Regions from separate parts of the Mus musculus genome. Here region 1 is linked to region 2. A link is a contact called in public ChIA-PET data. All regions are on one chromosome and are shown on one strand. Each heading gives the region's core, a stretch centred on a gene start, on an enhancer-like site or on the middle of the called end of the contact. The rest is flanking DNA. Distances are from core to core; before and after follow the strand shown. Region 1 overlaps Hipk2 (homeodomain interacting protein kinase 2). Region 2 overlaps Clec2l (C-type lectin domain family 2, member L).

The links. ChIA-PET counts read pairs in DNA pulled down with a chosen protein or histone mark.
Region 1: an RNA polymerase II ChIA-PET map of memory CD8 T cells shows a contact between it and region 2, with 9 read pairs. The contact joins two enhancer-like sites. A contact is called at or near these places in 1 of 39 promoter capture datasets (pre-B cells), 1 of 484 Hi-C or Micro-C datasets (nephron progenitors), 1 of 115 datasets of contacts at active chromatin or transcription factors (memory CD8 T cells) and 2 of 9 other capture datasets (liver and pancreatic islet).

What each region holds. Positions count from the first base shown.
Region 1 is chr6:38,808,104-38,812,816 of GRCm38.p6, reverse strand. All of the region lies in intron 2 of Hipk2 (homeodomain interacting protein kinase 2), which reads left to right. Among named protein-coding and RNA genes, the nearest start is that of Hipk2, 66 kb to the left of the region's middle. Within about 2 kb of position 3,201, at least 127 of the 459 cell types and tissues checked have an H3K27ac peak or open chromatin away from gene starts, as enhancers often do. A contact at or near this core is called in memory CD8 T cells, where this site is marked.
Region 2 is chr6:38,668,571-38,672,952 of GRCm38.p6, reverse strand. All of the region lies in intron 1 of Clec2l (C-type lectin domain family 2, member L), which reads right to left. Among named protein-coding and RNA genes, the nearest start is that of Clec2l, 7.7 kb to the right of the region's middle. Within about 2 kb of position 3,127, at least 16 of the 459 cell types and tissues checked have an H3K27ac peak or open chromatin away from gene starts, as enhancers often do. A contact at or near this core is called in memory CD8 T cells, where this site is marked.

The DNA of each region.
Region 1 (4,713 bases), core at 1,952-4,451, 140 kb before region 2:
GCAGACGTGAGTAAAGCCGCCACAGAGCTCAGGGTCAGTGAAGGGGTCTTTTGCACGATGGGCTGACCAGAGAGACCTGTGGTGAAGGGGTCTCTAGGTAGATCTTCAGGGAAGTCTGAGGTGGGGTAAAGGCCATGGAGGTTGTAATAAAAAGGAAGATGGGAGAAACAAAAGAGTTGTGCAAGTGGTTGAAGGGCTGGGTTGAAGCATAGTGGTATAGAGGTGTGAGCTCTGACAGTAGGGAGTTTTGACTACAGCATGAGGAGCTGGGGTTTAGTCAGAGTAACATGTTGGAAGCGTCTGTGAATTCTTGAGGAGGTTAGTGATGATATATCAGTTGGAAAAAGGCAAATAGACAGAAAGTTGATGGGAGACACAAGGTCCAGGAATAACGTATTAATTCAGGAATGAAAACAGAGGGTCTAGATTATATGGTGACCCCACCCCGTTGTCTGACTGTGGACCCATTAGTGAGCTTGACTTTTCTGATAATTGACTTCAGAACTGACTTACCAGAGAACAGTATGGGGTTTGTTTTTCATTTTTGCTTGGTGACTTTGCTCTCTCTAAGGTTGGATTCTGAAACTCTCGTCTGCTAGGGCCTGGTTTCAAATCCCACCACCACTACAAAGTAATAGTCTCTGGAAGGTCACCTCAGCCTCAGTCCTGGTCCTGCCCTCACCACCCGTTTCCCTGACTCACTGTTAGCAGTGAGCCACCTGCACTGTTCCATCTGGATTCTGTTGTGAGCAGGACTTGTGCTCACCAGGTTGTGAGCCATAGTTGGAGATTCTAGTTGTGTGGAGGAAGGAGTCTTTCCCCTGTGGGTGATTCCGGCATCATTGACCCACACTGGGAACCTTTCCTAGTTTCCCATGAACTGTGAACAGGGTATATTTCCACACTGCCAGATTGTAGACTGAAGGTCTAAGTCACTTCAATAAAGGGTGTTGCCACATACAGAAGTTTCAAAAATGGTATAACTTATGCAGATCATAATATTTAAAAGGTGACTGGCTCACTTGAAAAACAGAACCTGCACACAGTTATGCATGGCAAGCATTAGCTCTTAAACCTGCCGTTTGGAACTAAAACAGCAGGAGGAGAGGTATGTGCAGGCTCACATTGGAGCATAGCATGTGACACTATCCAGCTTACTGACAGTCTCATTTGCCAACTCATACACATGTGGAAACAAGCAGAGCCACTGCTCTGTTTCTATAAAAAAGTGATCAATAAGTTAACTGGGCTGGTAACTTTTCAAATCTCCATTGTCCCTGTGACCTTCGGTTATATAGTATACATTTTGAAATTAGTCTTTTCTTTCAGGAATTACTAATTCATGCTCATAACTACTTGGTAATTTCCAGGGTAGCCTGCATGTATTTGAGTAGCTCTATGCTGCAACCTTGCCAAAAACAAGAGAGTAAGGGCTTGTGCATGCTCATAAGTACTGACTTACACATAGCACAGTGAAGCCCATACACAATATGCAGTTATGGGTGTGCTTGTGAGAAAGGGTGGCATTAACTCTTTCTGCAGGGATGCTGATGTGCATTGCCAGAGAATGCTTGCAGGTGAGCACACATTTAAGGAAGGACACATGTATATGTTCAAGACAGAAGTGACCATCCACCTCAGAAAACAGAAGCCTTCCAAGTGTCTGTGGGGTCTGAGGGCCCAGATACAGACGTTGTGTCAGTGTCCTGGAAACTCAGCTCAGCTTTCTGCCTTGTAGGGCTGCCAGCTGCATGCCTTTAAGCCTAAAGATGGGAGGGATAGAACCACTCATGGACTCAAGTTATAGATTAGTTTTCAAAATGAGCTCTAGAGACCCTGCCACTCCTCAGTCTCTCGTGATGCTTGTTAGAAACTGGAGACATCTGCCATGCCAAGCCAGGTTAATAGGCAGGTGTTCTGGGAGGAGAGCAGAAACAGGCATTGGTCAAGTTTCACAGCCAATCCTCTCCTCCTCCTCCTCCTCCTCCTCCTCCTCCTCCTCCTCCTCCTCCTCCTCCTCCTCCTCCTCTTCCTCCTCCTCTTCCTCCTCTTCTTCCTTCCCCTCCTTTTCCTCCTCCTCCTCTCCCTCCTCTTCTTCCTCTTCCTCTTCTTCCTCCTCTCTGTTCACTCCCTCTTCTCCCTGCACCACCCCCTTCCTTTTTTTCTGGTGATCAGACTTGGGGCCTTGGGCATGGTGCCTAGGATTCTATTAATCAGCACCCCCATCCCCCCAACTTCTAATTTTGTGATGGTGTCTCATTAAGTGGCTCAGTTTGGCCTATCTACCAGACTAGCTTAGCCTCAAGCTTACAATCCTCTGGCTTCAGCCTCCTGAGTAGTAGAAATACAGGCCTGTGCCTGGCTGCTTTTCCTCTTCACACATTTTAACCCAGTATTGACATTCAGAAGGCTGTTGACAAGTTGTAGCTGTCAGATGTAAAGTTTGTAGATAAAGATCCACCAGTGAGACTGGAGTCTGTATGTGCATCACAGTCACTTCTAAAGTTTCCTTCTACCTTCTTTGTCGTCATGGTCACACTTTGTGTATGTGCTGCATGTGGTTTGGGCTTTAATCTATCTCACACAGTATGAAGAGTGTCCCCTGTCAAGATTAGAGAAGGGGTCACAGGTGGCAGTCTGGCCTTGAGCTGTTGATCTTTCTTATAAGCGATTTGTAGCTCCTCTGAGGGTCCATTTGTTAAACGTCTTGTGATTAAATCTCTAAAACTCAGGGGTGGGTGTGGGCCTGAGCACCAGAGGCTTTCCACGGAGATCTCTGCCCAGGCCTAGTGGGAGAGTTCCGGCGAAGGGAAGCGAGTGTGGGCAGGGAGGTGGAGTCTCTGCCCTGCCTTCCAGATCACTGGTAACTGCACTGAGTTGGGTTGGGCTGGGCTGAGAGGCTGACTATCCAGTGAGGAGTGCAGCGGAGCCTCAGGCTTCAGGAGAGCCGATCTCTTCCCAAGTGTTACAGCTCTTGGAACAAAGGACTCAGACAACAGAGTAGTTCTCGAACACCTTTAATTCTCTGGATGGATTTATATACAGTTTTGGGGGTAATTCAGGGTTCTACAACAGGTACCTCTAATTGGCTTGGACTGAGAGTTTGGGGGAAACCTTATTTGCATGTGGGAAGGCTTGGTGCTGCTCCTACATGACTCATAGCCACACACCTCTCCTGCAAGGGGGGGGGGGCGGCGCTGTGGGGATGTGGGACTATAAGGTAGTTGTTGAGTGTGGTGGGAGAGGTCATGAGGGTTGGCAGACTGAGGGGGTGGATGATTCAGAGGAGGATGTTTGGAATGAGGTAGGAATAAGAAAGCAGATGCCCAGCAGAGGAGATAGTACTGTATGTGACTTTAGTATAATTTCAGTAGATAAGAGATCTCCTGTTGATAGCTCCAGGTCACTCTCCATGGCCCCAGCTGTGATGGGGGCCATAATTCCCATTCAGGCATTGTACAAGCAATTTTTTTTATTTCCAAGTATGTGCCAGGCACTGTGTTTTGTGCTGACCTTTCAAGACATGAGTAGGAGTACCCTCAGCTATGCAAGGACGGTCTCTAACCTGAAGTGGGATGAGCTCCCTGGTCCCACTCCTCTCTCTGAATAAACTGAGGAGTGGCTTGTGCTGCCCTCCAGTCACTTTTCCCATTCTCTCAGGTGTTTGGGGCCACTATGTCAAGTCTACCCCACGGCAGCAAGTCTCTGCTGCCCTCAGTCCCTTCTAGCTCACCACTCTGCCAGATAGGGTGCATGGTAACTCTTCTCTGTCCCCATCAGCTGCTGCCTCACATGGAGTTGTCAAGGAGGGTAACTGAGAACAAACAAGCCAAGCATAGCTTGTGCTTCATAGGGGAATCAGTGTTTTGGGGGTACCCGTGGTACTAGATAAAAGCTGAGAGGGTGACATTAAGGAACCATTTTCTTTGTTTGGGTTCCCATTAGCAGACCCCTAAACAAACAGAGGTTTGTGTTCAGGTGGTCTCTTTGGTAGGTGGTCCAAGAATCAGGAATAAGGGCTAGCAGGATGATGCTGACCAGCATAAGTGTTATTAGGAACTAGAAGCTGGAAGCATATAGGACTCCATCCCCTGTAAGAAGCTGCACAGAGCCTTCTCGAGCAGAGCATAGAAAAAGCAGGAGTCCCTAAGATTAGAGCTGCTTTTGTCCCTTTAACTTGACTGCACTCTTTGGAGATGAGTGTGTGTGAAGACTAAATGGGCTTTAGTGTTCCTGGGGGTTGCTACAAGGCAGTTAAGCACAGTGAATACTGAAGCCAAAGTATACAAAGCTGAGATGGTGTAATCCACACCCCATGTGAGCTGCAGCACTGTGTCTGTGCTATTGGCTACTGTGTTCCCCACCAATCACATGGCTGGTATTCATAAGTGGAAAGGGATTTAAGGAAAATGCTTTTGTAGGCAGATTTAAGAATTGTAGACTAAAGCCGGGCGTGGTGGCACACGCCTTAGATCCCAGCACTTGGGAGGCAGAGGCAGGTGAATTTCTGAGTTCGAGGTCAGCCTGGTCTACAGAGTGAGTTCCAGGACAGCTAGGGCTATACAGAGAAACCCTGTTTCGAAAAACCAAAAACCAAAAAAAAAAAAAAAAAAAAAAAAAAAAAAATATTGTAGACTAAGAATTCAAAACGGAGTTCTGTGCTGTTTTGTGGGGGAGATGAGGACTTGAAGCTAATGCATCCATCTACCTACC
Region 2 (4,382 bases), core at 1,878-4,377:
CTCCAATGAGCAATGGAGACAGAGCTTGGCCTGCTGTTACAGCTAACTGTGCAACGCTTGTGGCTCTCACGTCTTCACTGATCTCCACTTCCTTGAGAGAGGCACAGCTGAGAACTTCTCCTGGCATTCTTCCTGGTCCCTCCTGATTACTGGAGCCAAGGATGAGGCCTGGCTGTCGCTTTTGGGTCGTGTCACCACTGTTCCTAATGGGACTCTATTACACTATTAACTGCTGGTGCATCCGTGAGGTGTTTGTAAGTGGACTGAGCTGCCACTGCCTGCTGACCTGTGAAATGAACTGCTGATTTCCCGACACCACAGATGAGTTACCCCAAAGGACCTTTCTAAACAGGTCCACTTCCCCCACTACCTCTGGGGGATGGGCTACAAGGGAGGTTAAAGTGCTTAAGAACCATCATTAAAAATAGGATTTGAAAAAAACTTAGTGGAACTGAGCACAGGCTGGAATCAGCCCTCAGGGTGACTGTGGTGATGCCTGCATTTGAGAGCCACGATTCTGGACCATGATCCCAGTTCTGTCATCCCTCCTGCCCCCATGGCAGTCACAGCTTTCTGACCTAGATGCTCCTTAGCCCTATGACAGGATCCCTGCTCCCCAGGCCCTCCTCCTCCACGCAGACCTCCTGACATCCCGCCTGCCCTACACGACTGCCACCCACCCACACCTCCAAGCTCTCTTTATCTACTTTTATTTCCACTTTCAACTTAACAGTTTTATCTTTTTTTTTTTTTTTTTTTTTTTGAGACAGGGTTTCTCTATGGAGTCCTAGCTGTCCTAGAACTTACTCTGTGGACCAGAGTGGCCTTGAACTCATAAGGATCTGCCTTCCTCTGCCACCCAAAGACTAGGATTAAAGGTATATGCTGCCACTGACTGACCTAACATTTTTTATCTTAATAAATGAAGCCTTTTAGAACTAAAACATAGGGCCTCTTTTTTTTGGGGGGGTGGTGGTTTTTTGAGACAGGGTTTCTCTGTATAGCCCTGGCTGTCTTGGAACTCACTATGTAGATCAGGCTGGCCCACGGTATTATGATATGTAGATTTGCATTGTGGTATGTATCTTATGATCATTGAATTCGCCATTTTAACCATTTTAAGTGCTCAATGAATAGCATTAAGTAGCCAGGCTATCCCCACTATTGTTTGCAAACCTTTCACCTCTATAAGCAAAGGCTCCATACCCACTAAACAGTAACTCCCCTGCCCATGTCCTCGTCACCATTACTCTGCTCTGTCCCTGCCCACTTGCCTGTCCTGCTGATTTCACGAGTGTAATCTCACATTTCTTCTTTGGTACCAGACCCACTTCACTTAGCATGTTTTCATGACTCATCCATGCCGTCGCATGTAACAGAACCACTCTCCTTTCTGTGGTTCATTATCTCATTATATGGTCTATCTATCTGCAACAGTCAGCTTTAACATGACACAGGCTAAATCGCCTGGGGAGAGCGTTTCAGTGAGGGATTGTCTAGATCCAGTTGGGCATGTCTGTGCTCATCACTGGGAGAAGAGCCATTGCCCTGTGGGTGGCACTCTTCCCTGCTTCGGGCCCTGCTTCAATCATACAGGAGTGGAGAGGGTACGCTAAGCAGTAAACATGCATGCATCTATTTCTCTCTGCCCTTGACTGTGGATGTGATCAGCTGCTTCAAGCTCTGGCCTTGACTTCCCTGCTATGATGCACTAGAGCCTGAGCCGTGAGCTAAAATAGAGTTTTCACCAGGAGTTATGGCAGACTTTGTCTGTCTGTCTGTCTCTCTCTCTCTCTCTCTCTCTCTCTCTCTCTCTCTGTGTGTGTGTGTGTGTGTGTGTGTAGTTAGTAACTGCAGGGGCCAGAAGACGGTGAATAACATACATGGTGGACAAATCTGTTGGAGCCCTGGCTTCCAGTTCTTTGGGAGTACAGGCCTAGAGCAGAACTGCTGCATAGTAATTCTGTATAAAGATTTGAGGAATCGGGGCTGGTGAGATGGCTCAGCGGGTAAGAGCACCCGACTGCTCTTCCGAAGGTCCTGAGTTCAAATCCCAGCAACCACATGGTGGCTCACAACCATCCCTAACGAGATCTGACTCCCTCTTCTGGTGTGTCTGAAGACAGCTACAGTGTACTTACATATAATAAATAAATTTAAAAAAAAAGATTTGAGGAATCACCAAACTGTTTGCCACAGTGATTGCAACATTTTACATTTCTGTACTGGCTAGTTTTGTATCAACTTGACACAGATAAAGTTATCACAGAGAAAGGAGCTTCAGTTGGGGAAATGCCACCATGAGATCCAGCTGTAAGGCATTTCCTCAATTAGTGATCAAGGGGGAAAGGCCCCTTATGGGTGGGACCATCTCTGGGCTGGTAGTCTTGGTTCTATAAGAGAGCAGGCTGAGCAAGCCAGGGAAGCAAGCCAGTAAAGAACATCTCTCCATGGCCTCTGCAGTAGCTTCCTGACCTGTTTGAGTTCCAGTTCTGACTTCCTTTGGTGATGAACAGCAGTATGGAAATGTAAGCTGAATAAACCCTTTCCTCTCCAATTTGCTTCTTGGTCATGATGTTTGTGCAGGAATAGAAACCCTGACTAAGACAATTTCTATCAGCAATACTGCAGGGGTGCAGTTTTCCCATGTGCTAGCACCCACTGGTTTCCCTTTTCCCATTACTGTCTACATATTGTTACAGTTATCTGTAAAGTACTTGGAGGTATGGGTGCCTCTTATAAACTTTTTGGCTTGGCATTTTCTACTGTCTTGACCATTAAATGTACAGGTACATTGGTGGGCCTCACATTGGTGCTTATGAATCAGCATATGAATATAGGGAGGAAATTGCATTCAATCCAAAGCAACTGACTCGAAGATGTGGCATCTGGACCCTTCTGACCTGCTCTGGTCTGACAGGTCGCCAGCTGCCAGCCTGCCTGGAGTCTCCCTGAACCAGTGGCCTGAGAGTTTCTCTACCAGATTCTGTGTTGGTTTCTTCTTCTTCCTCTCCCATGTCTGCTCTTTTGTAGTTTGCTCCTTCGTCTTGATAAAGCAAATATCTCAGTGCCTGCCCCCAGAGGAAGTGCAACAGGGGCAGAGAGATGACTGTGTGGTGAAGGGTGTGAACTATTCTTACAGAAGACTTGAATTCAGTTTCAGCACCCACGTCAGGTGACTCGCAGCCACCAGTAACTCCAGATCCAGGTCCAACTCCCTCTTCTGGCCTCTGCAGATACTGCATGCACGTGTGTGTGTGTGTGTGTGTGTGTGTGTGTGTGTGTGTGTGTGTGTGCATGCGTGCACGCCATAACTCCAAACAAATTTTATTAATCCCCATGATGAATAGTACCCTGGGCTAAGCATTATAGATTGGAAATCATTCTTCAGAACTTTGACACAAACACTTCTTTTGGGAGGCCTAGTTCTCTGTTCTCATCATGAGACATTTTCTTTCAACCTCTTAATTTGCTTCTATCCAAGAATTCCATTTCGAATGTCACAGTTGTTGGTCATAGATATTTCTGCCTACTCTAGTGGGCAACTGATAGTCCCCTTCAACCTGGACATTCATATCCTTCAGTGCCAGAAAGAAAAATTAATTATATTATTATTTCTTCTCTTTCATTCTCCGATTTCCTTCTGAAAATCTGTCTTCAAATGTTTGAGATCTTGGATTGGTCGTCCTCTTTCTTTTTTCCCTCCTCCTCTTCCTCTCTTCTTCCCCTCTTTCCCCCTCCCTCCTTCTTGTCTCTTTACCTCTTTGGCTTATTCCTGGGAAGATTTCTTCAGTTCCACCCTCTTACTCTCTTACCGGGATTTTCTTTTCTATAAGATAATTTGAGGCGTCTGGGGCTCACTCTAGCTGTGCCATGGCTGTCCTCTCTTAAAGCAATCTGTTCTTGTTGTAATGGCGTAGTGCTTTTTTCTGAACATACTGCCGAGAGTTATTTGACAGGAGGAGAGGGAAGAATGTCTGTCCTCCCCCACAGAGTCCGAGCTTCTTTCAAAATGCTTATTCTGATTCCTGGAGGTGCTTGTATTGTTCACACTAAGGCAGGGGGACTCAGGAGTTCACTGGAGCCTGAGTTCACTGTAGGAGCACAGCAGAGGTCAACACTAAGCTCCTCTGGGGCCTATGCTGGGTTCCTCTGCACGCTACACTGGGCTATATCAGGATCCAACAGTACTTTCCTCCAGGGGTCTACACTTATTTCTTCCAGAAATCGACCAATGGGGTCCTCACTAGGATCTTCTAGGAGGCTACAATGGATTCAGCTTGACACCTATTTGGGGCTCCACCAGGGTTTACACTGTATTCCTCCTATGCTGGGACCCACTAGAGGCCTAGAAGGCTTCTCTAAGAGTCTTCATTAAGCTC